Regions from separate parts of the Sus scrofa genome. Here region 1 is linked to region 2. A link is a contact called in public HiChIP or PLAC-seq data. All regions are on one chromosome and are shown on one strand. The core of a region is the stretch at or near the end of the contact, and the rest is flanking DNA. Distances in the headings are between cores, read along the strand shown. Region 1 holds the start of SUPV3L1 (ATP-dependent RNA helicase SUPV3L1, mitochondrial). Region 2 holds the start of DDX50 (ATP-dependent RNA helicase DDX50).

The links. HiChIP or PLAC-seq counts read pairs in DNA pulled down with a chosen protein or histone mark.
Region 1: an H3K27ac HiChIP or PLAC-seq map of alveolar macrophages shows a contact between it and region 2. The contact joins the promoter of SUPV3L1 here to the promoter of DDX50 in region 2. A contact is called at or near these places in 2 of 5 promoter capture datasets (fetal skeletal muscle and liver) and 1 of 2 datasets of contacts at active chromatin or transcription factors (alveolar macrophages).

The regions. Positions count from the first base shown.
Region 1 is chr14:72,243,715-72,248,554 of Sscrofa11.1, forward strand. It overlaps SUPV3L1 (ATP-dependent RNA helicase SUPV3L1, mitochondrial), which reads left to right and starts at 1,812. Exons shown (of 16, transcript XM_001928898.6): 1 at 1,812-2,008; 2 at 2,011-2,164. The coding sequence starts at 1,886.
Region 2 is chr14:71,986,884-71,991,620 of Sscrofa11.1, forward strand. It overlaps DDX50 (ATP-dependent RNA helicase DDX50), which reads left to right and starts at 2,254. Exons shown (of 16, transcript XM_005657388.3): 1 at 2,254-2,851. The coding sequence starts at 2,762.

The DNA of each region.
Region 1 (4,840 bases), core at 562-3,061, 260 kb after region 2:
GGTTAAGGATCCAGTGTTGCTGTGGCTGTGGTGTAGGCCAGTAGCTGCACCTCTGATTCCACCCCTAAGCCTGGAACTTCCATGTGTGACCCTAAAAAAGAAAAGAAAAATACTAGAAATGTCCGATTGTAGAATTTGGTAGGCAAGATGTGGGGCGGGGGGGAAGCTACAGAAATTTGCTGTTGCGAAACCTTATAAACCAGGTTTTGTTAATAGCAAAGGCAAAGAAGAGAGAAGTTGCTTTATTCCCTTCGACCAGGGTTATCTTTATTTCTCTCACTTCCCTTCCCTGTCCACTTATTTCTGTATTTATACATACATTCAGTGTTTTCCTGAGTATTTCTTTAGTGGTATTTTATTGGCCCTACCATGAAGGAACTATAACCCATAGCAGTGGTTCTGAAATTGTGGTCCCTGGACTAGCAGGGTCAACATCACCTGAAAACATAAATTCAAAGTCTTGGGCCCCACTCCAGATCTCCTGGGTCAGAAACTCCACGAGTAGGGCCACAACAATCTGGGGCGGTGGGCGTCGTGTTCAGTGGCTTGATGTGGGGTCTCAGTTCCCAAATCAGGGATTGAACCTGGGCTGTGGTGGTGAAAGCTCTGAGTCCTAAATCACTAGACCACCAGGGGACTCCCAACAGTTTTGTTTTAAAATCAGCTTTCTAGATGATTCTGATGCATGCTGAAGTTTGAGAACTACTACTCTAAAGACACAATTATGATAGTTTCAGTGCTATGACAGCAGTTGTACTAGGCACCCAATAATAGTTTAGAAGTATGGAGGTGAGAAACGATGACACAACTGGCCCATAGTTCCAGCACGAATAGTTCTTTGAACTCTCATTAGCCTAAGAATAATAAGTATTTCCAATGCTTAACAGGTACTGTGCCTATGACTAAGACCAGATCAGAAACTCTGAGGGCAAGGTGCTGGTCTACTTGAATCCCTTATGTTTAAAAAGTATTCTGTGAATCAAAGGTACATAGCAAACTGTTACTGAAATCCTATTTGACACATTATCACACATCACGTGCATTGTTCCTTTAACTTGCAAGACCTTACTGTTTTAAGTATAATAATAGAGATATGGAAAACCCAAATCCAACAGCATCTTTTGAATTTAACATGTAGCGACCTAATGTGACACAGTATCCAACGAATGCCAAAGAAACTAGACTTTGGTCCAGGTACAAGGGACATATTTTTGCCATGTGGTTGTGATACATCAGCTGCTAGGAGGATGTACACAAATTGCTCATATTAGAGTATAATTACTTACACACAGGTCATAACAAGGGGTTTACCTAAGCACTTGCAGAACAAAATTCCTTAGCAACAATCCTGATGGGCAGATCGTTTTGTTCTCTAACATTATTCCATTAGGAAACCAAAGTTAATAACCCAAAGAACTTTCCAGAAATGCTCTTGAAAACTTGGAGTCCCAAAGCCATGGAGAAAGGCCGACTACACCGATAGGTGCCTCTCCAAGTGGTGCGCCCTCTGAGCCCTGCCGCACTGCCCACGTGCTTCTGAATAGGGCCAGCGTCCGTCACGTGATGCACCTCGCAGGCCCCGCCTCTCAACTGTGACATCCCCAACCGGTGCCTGATTATTTTCTTTTCTTTAAAGAAAGCTGGCTCCAATTTCCAATAAAAAGAGAGAGACAGAGCACGAACTTACAAGAAGTTATCTTTTCTGATTTTTCACTTCTAAGCTTTCCTTTCCCTTTATGAACCGCCTTTCAGCACTCGGGCGTTTTCCTGGGCAGCTTTGCTGTTCTGGGTCTTTGCGGGCTGTAGGCACTGGCGTTGTGCGTCACTGTCCGCCGCCGTGTCCCCAGGCTACTCCAGCCTGCCTCCTTTCCAGTCTGCGGCCTCAATGTCCTTACCCCGGTGTGCCCTGCTGTGGGCTCGGCTCCCCGCCGGGCGCCAGGCTGGCCATCGGGCAGCCGTCTGCTCTGCCCTTCGCTCCCACACTGCGCCCTTTCCTGGGCTCTCGGGCGCGTTTCTGCCGTCGCCTGCGCCTCCTCCTCCTCCTCCGCCTCAGGAGGCTCCAAAGCCCCGAACACGTCCTTGTTCGTGCCGCTGACTGTCAAACCTCAGGGTCCCAGCGCGGATGGCGACGTCGGGGCCGAACTAACTCGCCCTCTGGACAAGAGTGAGTGCACGGGCTGGAGAAGGCGGCCAGGCTGGTGTTTGTAGGGCTGAGGAAGCTGTCCTTCCTTCCCCTGGAGACTTGCGGTCCCCTTGAGCGTTGTCACTGTGCTTGTCAATGTCCATCTCCCTTGTTGGTTTGGGAGCCGTTCAAGGCTTGGGACTGTGTCTCATTGATTCTTTAGTGTGCTGCGCCAGAAACTGGCCTTGTTCTTCTCGCTGTTCTCTGAATGGTTACATTGTCCCATCCTCTTGTGATGGGGCAGTTCACGTTTTTTGAGTCGTTAGGTGGACCACTAATTTTCTAGCATCCTCTCTCTCCTCCCCGGTGGTTCAAAACTATTGCCCCGAGAAAGGACAAGGGAGTGAGGCAGTGAAAAGCCAGAGGAGAACTTTGCTCAGGATTATTTGTCACTGACTGGGCACCTACACAAACTAGACGCAGTGTTAGGCTGTATAGTGGCTGTCAAGAGGAACCAGATTCATATCCAGATCTCTTCCACTCCAGAACCTTATATTCTCATGGGAAGGAAGGAAGCACATACAGATGACCAACTGTATTACAAACTAAAGCATGACAAGGGTGTGCTTCCCAAAGGTGGTAGGTACTCTGATCATTGTGGGCCCCAGAGAGAAAGGAATCATTTGGCATCAGCAAGTGGCAAGACCTAATCCTTTTGCTCCCCTGCAAAAAATTGTTTAGTGTTTTTCCATTGTCCCCAGTTGAAAGGGGGCTTCAATCTCTAATATGCCTGGAAGGCCCTGCCTGGTCTAGCCTGAGTACCTCTTGGAGAGGCTTCATTGCACAGCACTCTCCTTGTTTCAGCGACATTGGTGAGATGTGAGCTTGTGCTTCAGGGCCTTTAGTATATGCTACCCTTTAGGCCTAGAATACCTCTGTGATTCTTTCTTCTTCTTTTAAAATAGCAGTGACTAATAGGGAGCGTTTGCTAGAGATAAATACTGTTTTAAGCATGTGACATTTAATCTTCCTAATAACCCAGTGAAGTAGGCAGTTTTTATTCCTGTCAAATACTTACTGAATGTCTGTTACATGCTACTATGTGCCAAGCACTGTTCTGGTCAATATGGTAGGTGCTGTTTTAAAGATTTTTTTTTTTACATGTATATGTATTTTTTTTTTTTTGGTTGATTATAACACATTTAGCGATGTGAAGGTAGATTGACTTAAGTAGAAAGACAATGCATATTTGTGACAGTCATACAGCACTTAAGGGAGGGGCCTGATTTACATTTTACTTCTCTTTTCTCCATTTCCCAAATGGTAGAAAGAGAGTAGTATTTTCTCTGCTGATGTCTCTGGATTGTGAAAATCACGATAACATGTTTGGCAAAGCACTTTGAAAAGTGTAAAGGGGAGTTCCCGTCGTGGTGCAGTGGTTAGCGAATCCGACTAGGGACCATGAGGTTGTGGGTTTGGTCCCTGCCCTTGCTCAGTGGGTTAAGGATCTGGTGTTGCCGTGAGCTGTGATGTAGGTTGCAGACGAAGCTCGGAGCCTGCGTTGCTGTGGCTCTGGCGTAGGCCGGGGGCTACAGCTCCGATTAGACCCCTAGCCTGGGAACCTCCATATGCTGCGGGAGCGGCCCAAAGAAATAGCAAAAAGACAAAAAAAAAAAAAAAAAAAAAAGAAAAGTGTAAAGATAACAAATATAAACTAGTATCATGTGTATTAAACATTTGATATAAAGTAGAGGGATTCCCATTCTGGCTCAGTGGGTTAAGAACCCAACATAGTGTTTGTGACTATACGGGTTCAATTCCTGGCCTCACTCAGTGGATTAAGGATCTGGCATTGCCACAAGCTGAGGTGTAGGTCACAGATGCAGCTCAGATCCTGCGTGGCTGTGGCTGTGGCCGGCAGCTGCAATCCTGATTGAACCCCTAGCCTGGAAACTTCCATATGCCACAGTTGTGGCCCTAAAAAGAAAAAAGAAAAAAAAAAGTTACAAAGAAAATGGCCATTGCAGCATCTTTTTGGGAGTGGATAATAAGGTAATTCTTATTATGGAGATTTTTTTTTTTTTTTTTTGTCTTTTGTTTTTGTTGTTGTTGTTGTTGCTATTTCTTGGGCCGCTCCCGTGGCATATGGAGGTTCCCAGGCTAGGGGTTGAATCAGAGCTGTAGCCACCGGCCTACGCCAGAGCCACAGCAACGCGGGATCCGAGCCGCGTCTGCAACCTACACCACAGCTCACGGCAACGCCGGATCGTTAACCCACTGAGCAAGGGCACGGACCGAATCCGCAACCTCATGGTTCCTAGTCGGATTCGTTAACCACTGCGCCACGACGGGAACTCCAGATTTTTTTTTTAATTGAAAGCAAAACCAAATTCCCTCATTCTGAAAAACAAATTTTTGTTACAAAACAAATTTTTGTTAGTGGGATGCTTTATCCAGGCTTAATTTCTTCAGTGAGTGTTGTGTGTGTTGTGACTGCATGAAAATGCAGTTGGTACTCTTATGGGGGATAAAAATGCGGGCCACCCAGCCTTCCTGTGTTTCATGATCAAAGACTGCATCCTCAGTTTTGGCCTGCCTTCCCAGAAATGAAGAGTATATGGCTGGATCAGTAAAATATTTATTACTACAGAATAATGCAGTAGTATTTGAACATGTAAAATGTTAATAAAATTTCATCTTGATTAATTTAAAATATTT
Region 2 (4,737 bases), core at 1,004-3,503:
AACCTGGAGCTAAAGGTAGGAATATACGCACCTCTGTATATCGTCTCTTTAGTACTGTTATATCAGGGGATCCCCCATATTTCTCTCAGCTACCAACAGGGAAGGAATTTTTGCCCCACTTTACTAACAAAAAAATGGGTTTTAAAGTTTAGTTGGCCAAGGTCATGTGGCTAGCAATAGAAGAAATATCCTTCTTGGTCCCTCTTTCATATTCTCCTTACTTAGTAGTCTCAGCACTCACTCTCTACCTCCAATATCTCTCAATCAATTTATAGCTATCTCAAATTATTTCCATGTCATAACATTTTAAAATGATGGCTCAATTCCTCTTGTTAAGTAAGATAGATATGCAGATTCAAAATGTTTCTTTTTACCTTTTACTTTCTAACTATGGAATAAAAATTAAATTTAGCCCTCTAGGTTTGAGAATGACCAGAGAGAGGCAAGTTTATAGACATCTTGTTTCTATATTTTAAGGTCATAGAGTTTAATGATCTAAAACCAGAGGCAAGGGAAATCTTTATAGGACGTTGCAACAGAGCAAAAGATGAGGCACCCTAACAAACTGAGAAAGAAATTGTATCAGTGATTCTGGCAAGATATTTAGAAAACAAAGATTTTTCTAATAAGAGCAGATTTTTAGTTACTTGTACGTTTTAATAATTTATGGTACACCTTCATGTTCCTCCCAGTATATTTCATCATCAGTATCAATCTCTTGAGACTTAAAGAGGGACCAAATGTGAAAAAAACAGTTATTCATTTCCTCATCTCCATTCCAAAGTTTTCAAGTTTATACCCATTGAGAACATGTATTTAGCGGTACCCCTATTTTAGCTAAGCTACAGTTTCGTCAAGTTACTTATGACTCAGTTTAATTTACATACAATTGCCCTGCCTAACATAGACAGCAACCAGAGTTTTGAGTCAATGAATTTGGTGCTTAGGAAGGTAGGGTTTTGTACAGTCTTGTCCATTTTTCAGATATGCTGTATGACCTCTGACATAAAAACGAATGCTAAAAATAGTCTTGAGAGGCTAAAATATACTTCATCTGTGCTTTTCAACAACATACTAACATTTATTTCTATTATTATCCCAATTTTATACATGTGACATTCTTAGCCACATCTACTCCTGTGTTTTCTATGTACATCACAGCCTGTTGCAGGGCTACAAAGACTTCACAGTGATAGAATTGGTAGTGGGTGTGAGAGAGTGGGACAAAAATGTTTTAAAAAAGCACAGATCTAGAGATGCCTAGCTAGTCTCATAATCTAGGGAGAGAGATGCATTTTTCACTATCATTGACTGATACTCAATTTGTTGATAGTACTGAATCCATAAGGTAACATTTAGATAGACATATCACCTTTGACTTCAGGCCAATCCATAATTATGCAGGCCTGTAGCAATTACAAGCTTAACCTTTGTGCTTTCAGCTATTCAGGACTAATTCCCAAACTCCATGACATGTAGCAATCTGAAATTTTGCTAAGAGGTAAATTTGATGTTCAGGTTACAAGGCTGGTGTGCTGGATACTGTCAAGGGGTTTGTGAAATACCCCTGCACCTACGTCTCAATTTGACTTCTTGCTTTTCACTCAAAGAGTAGCTTGGTTGAAGAGATCATGAAGAGATAAAAAGAAACAGCTCAGAAAAGGGAGCCAACCATCCAGCACCAATGATGTTAAAAAAAAAAGGTATATGCTAAGGAGTTTGCCCCTTGTAGTATCAAAAGGTTTCTAGTTTTGTTCAAAGTTGTAATTTAGGAGCAGTTATCCCCGTAAGTAAAATCCTTTTATTCGCTGCAAATAAACAATTTGTCAGTGACATTCAGGCTTGTTTTCTCTAAATTTCTTTAGGTTTTTTTTCTACTTATTATTCTATGTTCATGGGAGCAGCTTTGGGAACCTTAAAGCTTGCAGGCTGGTGTGGCAGAGAAAAGACTGATTTCCTACTCGACTGTGCCACCAACTCTGAGACTACAGACAAGTAAATCCCTCTTAGGGGATTAGTTTCCTCTAATGGCAAATGGGGAGGGTGGAAAGGATCTACAGTAAGCAAGGGCCAACTTCCTTACTAAAACTTAAGACTTGAGAGAAGGTTGACACGGCCTAGCCTTCACCCCAAGCGCACCTAGCCCACTCCAGACCCCAAGACGCCCCTTCCCACCAACGCCGGGACGCTAGTCTCGCGCGAAGCCGTTAGACGTTAACGCCTCACCCCGCAATGGGTGGGGCTGATGCCTGCAGCTTCCGGCGGCGGGAGGCAAGGCCGAGCGTGGCGCGCCTCATCGGTTCTCCCGCCAACCCGCGGAAGGCGTGAGCCCCTCTCTGCTGCACTCGAGGGGCTCTCCGGCCCCAGCATTGCATGCTGGGAAGCCCGGAAGCATCTCCACTTAGCCGAGAAGAGCTATTAGGAGTGGGGGAGGGGAAGGGGGGAAAACCTGAACTTTTTATACTAAACAGTTTGCGCATCTTTTATAGAGATTGGTCAGGGTTTTACTCTAGAAGCCAATCACTTCAGAACAAGGGTGGACCAATCGAGAAGGCTCGCTTTCACTGGCTGGGAGACTGTGTCGCAAGGGAAGCGTTTAAAACGAGAGTATCCGGGATTATTTTCCCCCGCCGGTCGGTGCGTGTCCCGGAAGTGACGCAAGGCTCTGGCCGGTCGGCCGCCCTGCCCCCTCTTCCTTTCACGCTGTCGCTGCCTGTAGGTGGTTGTGGCCACCGTGCCCAGGAGGAGGCGACTGCGGCGAATGATGCCTGGGAAACTTCTCTGGGGGGACATTATGGAGCTGGAAGCACCCTTGGAGGAGACCGAGAGCCAAAGGAAGGAGAGGCAAAAGGTGCGCTGAGATGGGCCGCGCCTCCTTTTGGGCTGCGCCGGCTTGGGCGGGGAGGGGAGTCTCCCCGATGGCCTGTCACAACCCGGTCGGAGCATCCGAGGGCCTCTCTTCGCGCTGCCCTCGTACCTCTGAGGTCGCTCCGGGACCATTCCCACCGCCACACCCCTAACCTGGAGAAGGGCTTCGGCCCGGCCTCCCGTGGTCCTCCAGTCGTTCTCATCGGCGCCTACGAGATGGGCAGACTCAAGTTCTCATCGTGGAATCTGTTATTTCTTTCCTCTCCTTCCTTAAGCAGCGAGGCCTGTCATTTGGTTCTCGTTGGCCGTCTAGAAGATGATTAAGAAAAAATGATTGCTTTGAATAAGTGTTCCTTCTCCGTCATCCTGTCCTGTATGCGAGAATCTTGGGGAAAGCGATCTTAGGTTTACAAACCTTGATAACGGGTCAGTGGAGTAGTGAAGAAAAGTGTCACAGCCAACGTTGCCAGGATTTGGCTGTGATGGAGATCGTGTGGGTTGTATTATTAATAGCCTTTTCTGATAGTATTTTCATTCAATTCACAAATATTTATTGAGCCTAATTTATGCTAGACTCTTTGCTGGGCATCTCGGTGGTCCCTGCCCTCAAGGAGCCTGTTAGAAGAGTTGTAGAGACTTCCCGCTCCACCCCTCAAAAGAAAGAAAGAAATCTAGAGAAAAGGAAACAGCTTTAGAAGGTAAAGAAGCAATTCGAAAGCTGACATTTGACAAAAGAATGGCTGTATAGTTCCAGAGAGCAGAGAACCTACTCTTCTGACCTTATTACCAAGGTAAACTTGCCATTCTAGCCAAGGAGTTAGTATTTTCTATTGTGGTAAAATACACACACCATAAAATTTACCATTTTAAAATATACAGTTTTGTAGCATTAAACACATTCACACTGTTCTGTAGCCATTATCTTCATTCATCTCCAGAATTTTCTTCATCCTCCCAAACTCTGGGTGTGTTAAACACCAGCTCCTCATTGCCCCCTCTCCTGGCATCTACCATTCTTTCTGTCTCTGAATCTGACTGCTCTAGATAAGTCATGTAAGTGAAATCACCAAGCAGTTATTTTAATTTTGCTTCTAAAATACTTGGTCTTCTTTTAGCATCCAAATCCTATCCCTCTATCAAGGTTTAGTTTATGCCTATTAAAACCACGCCACTGTACACACAGTAATCTCATTCCCCCTTGGATTCTTTTTCCAGTGCTATCTTTCTCATACAATTAGCCTTTATGTACTTCCTTGTGAGGTTTTTTAAATTTTTATTTTATTTTTGTCTTTTTAGGGCTGCACCTGTGGCATATGGAAGTTCTCTGGCTAGGTGTTGAATTGGAGCTGTAGCTGCAGGCCTACCCCACAGCCACAGCAACACCGGATCCTTAACCCACTAAGGCCAGGGATCAAACCCACATCCTCATGGATATTAGGTTCATTACCACTGAGCCACAATGGGAACTCTTATGTACTTTCTTGTAAAGTTAGTTCAGTCTTCTTGTGTGTATCTTTCCCAAATATTTCCCAAAGATTCTTGAGGGAAAAGACAGTATCTTTGTCTATGCTTGCATTTCACTATAATCTTGTAAATTGGTGGTTTTCACATTGTAATTTCTCCAGAAGTACTTGTTGATTTTCCTTTAATTATGAGAGATAACTAAAGATTTGGAAACAGGAGTTCCTATCGTGGCGCAGTGGTTAACGAATCCGACTAGGAACCATGAGGTTGCGGGTTCGATCCCTGGCCTTGCTCAGTGGGTTAACCATCTGCCGTGAGCTGTGGTGTAGGTCGCAGGCGTGGCTCTGATCCCGCGTTGCTGTGGCTCTGGTGTAGGCCGGTGGCTACAACTTGGTTTAGACCCCT